Linked DNA regions of Mus musculus: region 2 is linked to region 1. Evidence: chromatin contacts called from public Micro-C data. All regions are on one chromosome and are shown on one strand. The core of a region is the stretch at or near the end of the contact, and the rest is flanking DNA. Distances in the headings are between cores, read along the strand shown.

What was found. Hi-C and Micro-C count contacts between places; a contact is called where the count stands out from the background.
Region 2: a contact with region 1 is called in a Micro-C map of the HL-1 cell line, with 2.6 times the contacts expected there. The contact joins two enhancer-like sites. A contact is called at or near these places in 1 of 15 datasets of contacts at CTCF or cohesin (pro-B cells), 16 of 484 Hi-C or Micro-C datasets (B cells, the C2C12 cell line, CD8 T cells and 11 more), 7 of 115 datasets of contacts at active chromatin or transcription factors (the 230-238 cell line, CD8 T cells, bone marrow-derived dendritic cells and 4 more) and 1 of 9 other capture datasets (embryonic stem cells).

The regions. Positions count from the first base shown.
Region 1 is chr2:13,522,880-13,529,561 of GRCm38.p6, forward strand. It overlaps Trdmt1 (tRNA aspartic acid methyltransferase 1), which reads right to left. Exons shown (of 11, transcript NM_010067.4): 3 at 2,739-2,815; 4 at 547-618; 5 at 1-10. Among named protein-coding and RNA genes, the nearest start is that of Trdmt1, 18 kb to the right of the region's middle. Within about 2 kb of position 1,367, at least 60 of the 459 cell types and tissues checked have an H3K27ac peak or open chromatin away from gene starts, as enhancers often do. A contact at or near this core is called in the HL-1 cell line, where this site is marked.
Region 2 is chr2:13,591,138-13,597,497 of GRCm38.p6, forward strand. No RefSeq gene overlaps it. Among named protein-coding and RNA genes, the nearest start is that of Vim, 20 kb to the left of the region's middle. Within about 2 kb of position 3,309, at least 3 of the 459 cell types and tissues checked have an H3K27ac peak or open chromatin away from gene starts, as enhancers often do. A contact at or near this core is called in the HL-1 cell line, where this site is marked.

The sequences.
Region 1 (6,682 bases), core at 117-2,616:
TTTTTGTAATCTAAAAAAACAAAAACAAACAGAAATACAAATACTGAATTACAAAGAAATAAAAAGAAAATCACAACTTGTGAGAAATGGGATTTATAAATAATTTTCTCTATTTTTTTAAAAATGAATTTTAACTATTTTATTTATTTTTCTCGACATGCTATATACTTGAAAAAGTTCACACTTGAAGAGTTAATTCCATTGGAACACATCTCAAAATATGGGCTTGCATAGGGCTCTGCACTGCAAAACACAAAGGGCAGTCATTCAGCCTCCGGGGCCGTGGTCACTAACACTGGGAACATGTGCAGTGACTACTACCAACGAGCAAAGGCAACAGAATTGAGCTGGCTACTGACAGTTCTGTCACTCACTATGGAGGCAAGCATGAAACTGCGAAACATTTCATGTTATTTTTATTAGTTGTGGTAAAAAAAAAAAAAAGGTGCATGTGATAACCACTAATGTCTACAAAATGACAAACACTACATTCTTCATACCCTCAACTGCAAACCTAAGGTAAGTGTACAAGAATCTACTGTTTACCTTGGGAGAATATCTAGAATATACAAGAAGCTAGTTGTCCTTGGATCGGTCATATCCCCCTGTAGGCCAATTCTAAAAAAGCAAAGAAATCACAAGAGTTTATAAAAAATTGTATGTAATGATATCAAAAAGACTTAGCCAGTTAAGAGAATTTAAATTAGTTGATCGTCACCATAAGAAAGAAAAGACAGGAAAGTAGCTGATTGGGTGGGCAGCAATCTGGAGCAGATGACAACGGTGATAAGCACCATGCAAGCACACTAAGCAATGGGAAATGCCCAGATAATCCTGTCGGGTGTAAACAGACCCTTGATCTCAGGGTTTTACTTTACAAGCAGGAATTGCAGCTAGGGCCAGCACATGTAAACAGGAGGCACTGGGCTAGCAAACAAGTCGTACAAAGGTTCACAGTGTGGTCAAGGTTCAAGTAGGAAGGAACCCTTAGATTGGGTCTGAACAACAGGAACAGAGGATCAGGTTTTTAAACTTAATGCTTAGTAGCTTCATGCTCCTAAGCTAGGTAACACTGCTGTCACTTTCCCCATATCTGACACCAAGGCGAAATCTACCAGTGAGTCTGAGGCTTATTAGCTGGGGAGTAAACTGGATTTAAACTGATTCCTCAGAAATCAGTTTTTATATTCTGTCCCTTTCCACTCAGAGTTCAGATAACAACTCCAGTCAGTTAGTGCCTGGCATCACATCAACAGCTGGAACTAGGCTTACAGTGAAGATGCTGAGCCCACTGAAACAGTATATATACTCGGGCTGCATTCTATTTTATACACACTAGGCCACACCCTCCCATATGCTCAAACCCACCCTCATATGGAATGCCATCTGTCATCGCTGATAAAACTCCTACTCTCTGTTCAGACACAGCTCTAATCATGCCTCTGGAAGAACTTCCCTTTCTGGGCATGATGCACGCCATTTTATCCTCTATGTTCTCATGGTACTCCCAGAGTTCTTACAGTACCAAATGTCACAATTTATATAATACTAATTTATGAGTCATCCCTTTCAACTGTAAACTCTGAACATTAGCAATGACAGCATCAAACACATTGCATGGCATACAAGCACAATAAACCCTCAAAAAGATAAGCTTCCTGAAGTTCAAAGATGTTAAAAAGTAACACAAGAATATTTTCTTGAATCAAAATATTTATCATATAACACTCCAGTTAGTCATATTAATACAAAGTATATAAATGATTAATAAATAATGGCTCTGACATTGTTTAACTGTACAGTCATGAGAAAGTTAACCTATCTATGCCTCAGTTTCTCACTTTCAAAATAATAATAACAATAAGACCCTATTACTATAGCCTCTTAAAATAATTTATACTATTAAATAGTGAAAATGATCTAGGTTTAATTTAAGACACAGTTCTTGTTAAAAATATTAAATTTGAAATGAGAAATTATAATGTGACTATGAAAAATCTGAATTATAATATTAATTTTGAGAAATACACAAATTGTAAATGTATGCTAAAATTTTTCACAAATTACTTACATATAAAATATTTCTTAAGGGAATTCTGTTTCACTGATCAGAATTAGCTATGAATTCAAGAGGTGAAAAATTTAAAGTGAGTAACATAATCTGAAAGAAAATAAATGTACCTTAGATATACCTATAACATAGCATTACGTATTTACTGTTGATCAAATTATTTTGCTATTCTGACTGTAACTGCGGATTCCTATGCTCGATGATGAATTATCAATATCTAAAATGAAGGGATATATTTACAGAGCATTTTAAAGCTTTGAAAGTGCAGAAGATGGCCTAGTCAACCATCAATGGGAGAAGAGGCCCTTGGTCTTGGGAAGATTCTATGCCCCAGTACAAGGGAATGCCAGGGCCAGGAAGCAGGAGTAGGTGGGTTGGGGAGCAGGGTGGGGGGAGGGGATAGGGAGCTTTGGGGATAGCATTTGAAATGTAAATGAAGAAAATATCTAATAAAAAAATTGTAAAAACAAAAAGTGCAGCTTAAGCTTTTAAAGTTCTTTGATTTTCCCTTCTCCTTTCTTTCCTCTTTTTATCTCCCTTTTGGTGAGGGTGAGATATGTGTCATAATTTAAACCCAGGGCCTCAACGCATGCTGGGCAAGAATTTACTTAGCTGTATTTTCAGCCCATATACTCTTCCCAAAGAGAAAAACACTTATTACACATACCTTGTGAATGGCTGGCATGGAGGGCTCATTAAAATCATATTGAAAGATAGCTTGTCAAAGTCTTCCAGTGAAATACCCTAAGAAAGAAACATTTGAAAGAAAAAACAGACAGAATGAAGAGAAGACTAGACAGAACTAAAGCCATCAGAGATCACAGTTTCCATACCACAGCACAGCTTTACAACGCAGCTTCAGTTACACTAGCCTCCGTCCAAAGCAACTTTGTGAAGAAGCTGTGCGGCTGTGCGGAGGCACAGTGACTTCGTCCACAGCACTAATTCCTCTGTGAAGACTCAGGTGTAATGCTGTCGTTTTTGGACTCGACCATGTAGAACTTATTTTGTAATCAACTATATTGGGAAAGGTCTGGGGATCTTTAAGTGCCCATCTATTAATATGCTTCTCTGTTCAGTGAGTGTGTAGTGATGAGTAGCTGCACTCTTGTCTAGTGCTCTCTGCTGATTTACTAGCAAATCAAAAGGCCTCATGTTCAGATACCAGCAAGTAGTTTATTGTTTTGTCCTTAGCACAAGGAACTTCAAATGATTATACACAGGAGTAATTAAAATAACACCTAACTTGTTCCTTTTACACATGCATATAAAACGCATATATGTGTACACAGATCAGAAGATAAACAATGAGAACACATGTCAGGGATTTGCCAATACTCCTTAAGCAGTCTTGGCCAGAAATGTAGAAAGAATAGACCAGCATAGCAACCTCTATAATTTTTATGACAAATCTCTAACAAGTTTGTGTAAATTGGTAAAGCAGGAAATTTCTGAAGAGTGAGTTGACCTGGGAATGAGTCAGCTGTCTCTGTTAAGTTAGTGACATACACAAGGGCAGAAAATAACATGGATCTTGAGGAAGTACTCATTTTTTCTAATTTTATTACAAGAGATTAAAATGTTCAGAAAAAGTCAGGCAGTGGTGGCACACGCCTTTAATCCCAGCACTCAGGAGGCAGAGGCAGGCAGATTTCTGAGTTCGAGAGCAGCCTGGTCTACAGAGTGAGTTTCAGCACAGCCAGGGCTACACAGAGAAACCCTGTCTTGAAAAACCAAAAAAAAAAAAAAAAAAAAAAAAAAAAAAAAAAAAAAGGGGGGTGGGGGCAGAGGGGGCTGTAGAGATGGCTCAACAGTTAACAGCACTGACTGCTCTTCCAGAGGTCCTGAATTCAATTCCCAGCAACCACATGGTGGCTCACAGTCATCTCTAATGGGATCCGATGCCCTCTTCTGGTGTGTGTCTGAAGACAGCTGCAATGTACTCATATAAATAATAAATAAATCTTTAAAAGGACAGATGGATCCTGCTGCAATGATAATGAAATGTGTTCAGAAAAAGACACCAAATTTTATGAATGCTTTCAGATGTAGTGTTCCTCTTTCCAAAACAGGTTCATTAAATAATAGCAATAAAATCTTTACTTGTAATACTAGTGCATTTCTGAAAGGAAGGCCACTTTAGTCACATTACAAGCATCCTTCAGATATGCTTCTGATCAATTTGCTCACGTTTTATTTATAGCTATGAAGCCTGTACTTACAAGACAATGGTTTTCCTATCTTGTAGCATAGAACTGACAAACAATGGAAACTTCCAGCTGGCTACTTCTATCCCATCCTTCCCTGTGAAAGTATTTTATACACTATATCTACAGCAATTTGATGTCCCCTGAGGACTATACCAGGTGGCATGCTAATCTCTTGTCTGAAGTCATTTATCAGTGTCAGCTGAGTCCCTTTCATCCTTTATCCACATTTTCCTTCATCATCTGTTCACTTTATAAGTACAATATGTTCCTTCATTCAGCAATTGTACCATTTACATGGCAGTCATTGTCGTATTCAACAATGAACAAGCTCAGTGAAGTGTCTGCTTGTGAAATCTATACACTAGTCACTAGTGATTTTCCTCTTGTTAGCTAGATAAATGAACTGAGTACTCTGATTTTATCTATAGCTTTTTGACTAAGGAGTTCCACCTATATGTGATGTTTCAGCTCAACCGCAGATGATAACAGACTTCTCTGGCAGGCTTTCTGGGAAAAGCTGCCTTTTTCAAGGCCACCCTGGTACACAGCCAGAATTGTATCAACGTGTCTGAAGGGAGCTGCAGTCAAGGTCTTGCTGCCTTGGACAATCATGCTCTTAGCACAGCTATCTTCCCGGTCTCAGAGTGTCCATTCATTCTAAATGAACCCATTTCTCCATCCAGAAATTTTGCCTATCAGAAGTCACCTGCTACTGCCTGCTAGAGCCGAGGGAAGAGACTGAAGGACAATCCTCCCCACAATATCTCAGTATATAGCACACTTCCAGTCCTGGGCCTCCCACTCACCCTGGCCTCACGCCACTGCTCCCTAAGCAGGGAAACAGCCTCCACCTGACTCAAGGTAAATCCGTTCAGGGTCTCCTTAGAACCTGGCTGATACTTTCTGACCTAACCTGTATACGTTAACTGAAAAGGTCAGACTCATAGAGGCAGAATGAACTGGTTGAAAACAGTAGTTGAAGAGTACCCAGCTTCAGGTAAGGCCCAGGAGTGAGTCCAGGCAATCTATTACACAGCATGGTGATGGACACTGTACCTGAAACTGCCCAGCAGGCTCACACAAAGTAGGAATGTAGGGGAGGAATATGCCAGTCTGCTCAGTTTAACCATTTTGCTGCATCATATGTGAATATATAAAAATCACATGCCATAAATAGATATAAAAGATACTCTTCCATGGTCCTTACAAACACACACATTAACAAACTGACCCTTGTTTAAGTGAGCTGGAGGTGCCTTCCCCGGCCATTTCCCTGTGTCCAATAATTTCATGGTTACCATTAGCTATTACAACTAGCAAGGAACATAATTAAAGTTTGAGTCCTCAGCCATCTCCTGGTGCACATCTGGGATCTCAACCGTCCCAAACACACAGAGTTCCTCACCGTTTCTCTTCAAGAGTAGAGCAGAAGAATACCGAATTGTTGGAACTAAAACAGTCAGTGGATACTATATCGAGAATTAGTTGATTTGGGTTGTATCTGGTTAGATGTGCTTTAAAATATTTACATTAAATTAAAATTTTAATAAAAATTTTAATAAAATACTCAGGGATGCCACTTGCTATTTTACAGAAATTTTGGAACCTAAACATACCTAAGTTTGGAGCTGGATTAATCCAGAATTATGTAGTTTGGGTATTCTTTCTGTGAACATATTCATACTGATACCTTCACGACGAGGAGGCTATACTGACTGGCCATGATGCTTCTGAAATGCAGTTATTATCACACTTGGCACTATAATCAAGGCCACAGTTTTGTAGCTAGAGAGAGGTCATTGGCCTTAGGTGAGAACCTAGTACTCTGCTTAACTGACTCTTGGTGCGTTGTTTACCCATAGTAGTGCGTCTCTCGAGCCTCATCAGAGAAGCTGCTTTTTGCAGTAGACAGAGATTAACAGAGACCCATAACCAGTCATGGGGCAGAGAATGAGACTGTGCTGTGCGGTGCTGTGCTGTGCTGTGCTGTGCTGTGCTCAGCCTTAAATTGGAAACCTGCATATATCTGTCTCCGTCTCCCTCCCTCCCCCAGGGGCCATGGATTCCTTTAGTGGAGGTGGCAGAAAGGTTGAGAGAGCCAGGCAATGGATGACTACAATGAAGCAATGTTTCTAGACACAACAGGGCAGCTGTGCATATGAACCATAGTTGCACATATAAACTCACAGCAGTGGTAACAGCATACACAGGACTTGCAAAGCTCAGGGCAGACAAAACCCTAGCATGGAGGGAGCTAGGCGCCAAGAGCCACTCCAAACTGAGTGGCTACTGGTAACTAGTAACTAATGGCTTGGAGTGGGTGGGTTAGTTTTCTTTAAGCATGTGGCTCCTGATAGATTTACCCTGATCCAGTGAGGGGCCACCTATCCAAGAGTACAAA
Region 2 (6,360 bases), core at 2,059-4,558, 70 kb after region 1:
TCCAAAATGGTGACTTGTCATTGTATCTTCAGGAGGGAACAGAAGTCATGTCCTCAGATGGTACAGGGGGTAGATAGAGTGAAAAGGGATGAGCTCTTCCAGATTCCCTTTGTGCAAGTGGGGACCTCGTGGCACACTTCTCTTCTGAAACCCACACTTCCTAATGCTACGTGTTGGGATGTTTTTGTCAACATGAATTGTGGAGAGATCAGAAGCCTAACTTCAAACACCAAATTAGGACACAGTGGGAAATGTACATTGTAATCCAATTTTATACATTGATACAGAAGCACATATTATAATGAAAAATCAACCATCCAAGTTGTGCTGACCAAGGTCCTGCCAAAGGCAAGTGGTGGGTTAGACAGGACAGGTGCTTTATTCGAAGGATGAATGGAAGAGCGGAGTAGACAGGTGACTTGAGTTCCAGGCATGTATCCCAGGTAGGTCTGACAACAGAAAAAGGAAGGAAGAAAAGACAGAACAAGAGTTGTTGCAGAGAGCAGAAGAGAGAGGTTTCAGGCAAGCCAATGAGGATCCTCGGATCACTTGCACAGCAAAGCGGCCTTGCAGCCATGGTTCAGACCAGTGTCTTCACTGTATGCATGCAGTGGTTGGGGATAGCAGAAGATCCTGAACTATACACATGGTGGCAGGTGCAAATGTCAATTCATTATGTTCCTGAAGCAGTTATTAATCTATTTTCCTGCCACTAGACACATTTGATGATAGAATGCTTTAAATATTTGTATGTACTTCAAAGATGCTAAATTATTTGTATGCTATGCATGTCTTAGACATTTAAGATTAATTTAAGATTAATCAGAGGCTAACATTTAACAGGCTGAAGGGAAATGAAAACCATATGATCAGATTCACAAATGGAAACACTCTGCTTAACTGATCATTTAATCATTATATATACTGTTAGAATGAAAATATAAGAACTTTTCTTAACTTTTTGTCGGGAACCTATACACAATCAAGAGCAAGACCAGGTACAGTGGTACATGCCTGGACCCAGAACTTGGGAGCCCAAGACAGAGAGATTGTGATTGGGGGCCAGCTTGGACTAATTGTTCCTACAAGACCAAACAGAACAAGCAAGAATAGTTACTATCTTCTCTTCAAACCATACTACACTATAGTAAAAAACTTAAGCCAAAATAAGGAAGAGATTTAAAAATCTTGAATTATAAATGACATTATTGATGATTTGGTAAACCCAAAACAGCTCTGTATGAAGCAGAAGGTTAAGAGGAGATGTGTCATTCAGGACAAGATAAAGTGAGATGAGATGAGATGCTAATACTTAGGTAAGAGACCATGTCCTGCTAAGGGGCATTACACTAGAATGATTTGAGCATCAAAGCCATAGAGCACCCCCAGATCCACATATATAAAAACTATTTCTGATGGCTTGTGGTAACAGAGCCCTATTTTTTCTGACTACTTTTACCCCAAACTTGAAGCAATAGGCAGCACGACATAACAGTGATGTGGTTCTAACATCCATTTCTAACTTTCCAAGCTTTTAATAACACATAACTTTCATATCTAAGTGCTCATTTTTAACAAACTTTATTTTATATCAATAGTCTAAAGCTAATTTGGGGAATTTTGTAACAGTAGGTAATTAATCCACAACAGCATTCTGCCTTAAAATTATTTCTTTTTCCATTCACTGACTTTTCCCTTGCCACAATCCAGTCCATGTTTCAATTAAATATGGGTACAGAATCTCCAGTTATGTAATCGAATGTGTTTAGGGTCATGAGTCCAATTAGATAATTGAACATTCTCTGCACCACCTCCAGATAAATTCTCATGCCCTCTGTGATTCATCGATCATGAGTTAGTTTACTGTGAGAATAAAGGCATGGATTGGTTGGAGCTGTCCACGGGTGGTAGATAGGATGAACTGCCTGTGAAACAATGTAATCAGCTCTCGGCAGAATTCATTTCAAAATGTCTCTCCCCTTGGGCTGTGACAGAATCAGGCAGTTTTTGTTCCAACTGCCATGAGCTTCAGCAAATCATTCTTCATGTTCTCCATTGTCATGTTCTCCACTGTCACCTTTAAGCCCAAGTCACATTCACCTGCTTTTGCTTTCAGACCGGCAGAGCCCAAGGGAAGCAAGAGGTCATCCATATAGTTCTAGTGTGTTCTAGAAAGAACTGGATACAGTCAAATAATCGGGAAGAATTACAGCATATCTATGTATATGCATGCATGAATCTGTATCCACACATGTATGAAGACGATGTCATGAAAGTGATCACTCTGTATGCTCAACTAAGCTAAATAGTAAAGGAAAAAAAAAAAAAGAATTGGGTGTGGTTAAGTCTGTGCCTGGCCTTCAGGCCATGGGATCATGACATTCTTCAGTTTGACTGTAAGTGCTCTTGACAATACTATAGTGATGAGATTTTACTTTCTCTGCCAAAGTCAACAGCAGACAGGAAATGTTCGAGGTAAACAAAATTTCATAGAAAGAACGCTTTATGAGGAAGACTAAGAGGTGAGTTACATCAAAGCTACTCAAAAGACCTTGATGAATGGCCCTTCATTTAATAGGTCATGTGATACATATGATCCAAAAGTAACTAATCTGAGGGTCATAAACAGAGACTCTTCTTAATCATTCTCTCTTTGCAAAACGTTAAACACCCACTGTGGTCCTATGTAGTCCCCTGTCTGTTCCTCTGCAGCTCTTTTCTCTGTCATTGGCACTTTATCTAATAAGTGTTTCCTTTATTAATTAAGGTTGTTATGTAACAGTTCCATGCATGTATAGAATTCTATTCACTCTCTTCTATATACCTTGTGTTGATTCTCTCACATTTCAATCAATCTCTCTTTCTTCGTCTTGATCAATCTCTTTCCCAGAATCATGACTTTTTGGGTTTGTTTTGCTTTCTTTTCGAGTCTTTGCCCCATTTAGTTAATCAGGGCTACTTGTGTGCCCACTGGCTTGGAACCGTTCACTGGAGGAGTCATCATGGAAGACAATGCCTCCTCCTCTCCCCAACTCTATCAGTAGCAAATAACTTAGCAGTGAGGGGTGATGTCCCCTGAGCCTCACTCCCAGTCATACCTAGGTAATCTTTCATACAACAAATAGAATTTTTAATTTTCCTTAGAAGACCTGAGAAGCCACCACTAAAGCAGTAGTGGAGGTAGACAGCTGAGGTCTGCAGGCCAAAGCTGATGGTGGTAAGGCAGGCATAGAGTAGACGTTGTTTCCTAGCCTGAGGCTGGGGCCATCTGCTATCTCTTAACTGTTAGAATCCAGGGAGCCACCATGATCATAATAACTGCAGGGCTGGAAGGACATTTAAAGCCACTGACTCACAGGAAGCTGGGGATGTCAGTTATATACCCTGACTTCTTTAGGAAAGAAATATACTCAGCCATCAAGAGTGCTTCTTAACTCCTACAAGCAGAGGCAGGAGTGGAAGAGGCAAAAAAGGCTGGTAGCAATTTGGTCACACGAAGTTGCTTACCCTTTGATGAGTTCTCACCCTTGAGCTGATTTTCAGGTTCAGAACCCAGCAGGTAGTGTCCAGGAAAAGGCTTAAACTGTCACAACCCTAGGTCCTGGGTTCTAATACCTTCTGCCAAGGTGACTCAGTGATGGAAACCATTTCCTGAAATAACTGTGTGGAAGCCCAAATCTTCTGAAGATTCTTGGACACCAGGTCTTTCAGTTATTTTCACTTTTCAGACTGTGCCTCCAGAAAGAAAAAATCCTTTATCTTTTAGTTCTTCTGATGGCCTCTCTCTTCATTTCTCAACACCCCAAAGTTTCAAAATCGTCATTGTCTTTTAAAGTTATTTTTAACTTAAGTAAAATATAATACTATTAGTTCTCCCATCTCTCCTGTGTCCTACCTGTCTGTGTCGATCTCTGTCCCTCTCAACCTCACAGGCTTCCTCTTCTTGAACCATTATTGATAAATTATCTTTTTCTTTTAATGCTTCCTCATACAAGTAACTGTTCTTGACCTCATTACTATCTGTCCCTTTGCTCCATCTTTCTTTTTCTCAAAACGACATTTGCTGTAACACACTCATTTCAACCTGCTATTGCAACCTTATGTATTGGGTCACTTGACAGTTTTTGTGGCCTCCCTAGAATGTAATTGCCTGAGTTCAGGAGTCCCCTTTGTTTGTTCATTGGTCTGTCCCCAGAATCTGCAAATACTGCTTGATCAGTATCAAATAAGAAACTCCATTCAAAGGCAGGCCATACATTCATGCTCTAAAGGAAGTTCCTGAAATTGAAAATGGGCATAGAAAAAAAGCTACCCTATGACCCACACAATCCTCAATCAGTCAAGCATTTGTAATCCCCACTTCATAGATAGGAAAACTGAGGTTTACAGATGGCAATAATTAAGCAATATTGACAAGGCCATCCAGATAGCAAATCAGGAAATAGAGATATAAGTCCACTTCCAAAGTGTGGACTGTAGAAGCCTAATGAAAAGGAAAACAGAAATTAATAATAATAGTAGTAATAATAATAATAATAATAATAATAATAATAATAAAAACCCTCTACCTTGTAATGGGTTGAAGCTCTGAGGGAACATTAAACTATCCAATTTCTAGACATTTTGAGCATAACAACTCTTGCCATCAATCTTCATATTTTCTAAATTATAAACTAGGCCTTGGGAGTAGCCCTCAGTCTTCCAGCCTTCCGTGGGTCCTACCATCTTTTGCCTTGTGTTGCTAATCAGGCCTCAGAAGTGCAGAAACATTCCTCACAGGGTCAGAGAAGTCTGGAGAAGCATTAAGTCATTACCAGTGCCAAGTGGAGTGCTACAGTGTGTTTTTCTGGTATTTGAACCCATCTAGTGTCTAATGACTCAGAAAATGTTTCTCTTATTTAATCCCTCTCAGGACGTTTCCCTTATTTAGAAGCTTCTAATGACCTCCCTCGTCAGAGAAGTGAGTCTCTTCAGATACCTGTCAAATGATTTTATGTGCTTAATATAAAGCAAAGGTTGGGGGTGGGTGGGTGGGTGGAGGGGGTGGCTCAGGGAGAGCAAAGTCATTCTGGAAAGCAAACAAGGAAAAGCACTCAGTGGGGAAGAATTAAATTGTTACTCGTGGAAATAGTGCCAGCAGAGCCATGAAAAAGCCACACAAATCAAAGACCACTATCTAAATCAAATGCATGCCAATTTAAATCCTAGTCCTTGGTGAACCCGATTCAGCCTCCTTATACACTGAATAACGAATAATGCTCTGAATCAGGACCTAGAATACATTGCATGTAAAACACCATTTGAAAAAATAAATACAGCCTTTGGAGAAAGCATAGTGAAGCCCAGGTAACTGAATTTCCTCAAAGCTGCCAGTTCATGCTCTGTGGATTAGTGATTCACCTCAAACAGCCCTTCCTTTTAATAGGCATTTAGCACTGTGGGGTTGTTAAAACCTGTGATAGTGGAGTCTGGTTTATCCACCAAAGAGTGTTACCCATGTCTTTTGCCAACATCTTTATAAAAATATTTTCATAGGAGAAAATCATCTTTTACATAAAAAAATGAAGGGGATGGGGCAGAAACGGTGTAAAGATGAGGCAGAAAGAAAGGCAAAAGACTGGAGAAAAAACAAGGAGACAGAGAGAGGGGGAGGGAGGGAGGAGTGGAGAGGGAGGAAAGGAGGGAAGGGGAGGGAGGGAGAAAGAGAGGAAGGGAGAGAGAGAGAAAGAGGAGGGAGGGAGAGAGAGAGAGAGAGAGAGAGAGAGAGAGAGAGAGAGAGAGAGAGAGAGAGAGGAGAGAGAGATTGAGAGAGAGAGAGAGAGAAGATTGGACAAAGACTTGTTCTTTAGGGCTGGGATGTAGCTCAGTAGTAGAATGTTCTGGGTTCTATCCTTATCTCTTTACCATACACACCCCTCCATAAGAAGGATTTCTTCAGGTTCTCTAATGCCATTGAAGATGTTTGTCTGAGAAGATGGTTCTAAATAAAAAAAAAGTATCTAAGAAACCACTATGACACTTGCCCTTATGACAAAGAATGGCAAGACCATTGTAGTGTTCAAAGAAATACTGACATCTACTGGCACATACAAAACTCACATGCCCTTTCTAAGGGCCATTGTTAATTTCTGGGAATTGGGATTAAAATACAATGGGTATAACTCAACCTTCCTGGGGACTTGAGGTGAAAAATATCCATTAATATTTTCTATGGTTATCTATTGCAGATATACAGCTGTAAACTCAGTTACTAAAATAGTTAGCAAGAGCAGCAACCACCCCAGGAAGAGCAGCAGCCACCCCAGGAAGAGCAGCAGCCACCCCAGGAAGAGCAGCAGCAGCAGCAGCAGCAGCAGCAGC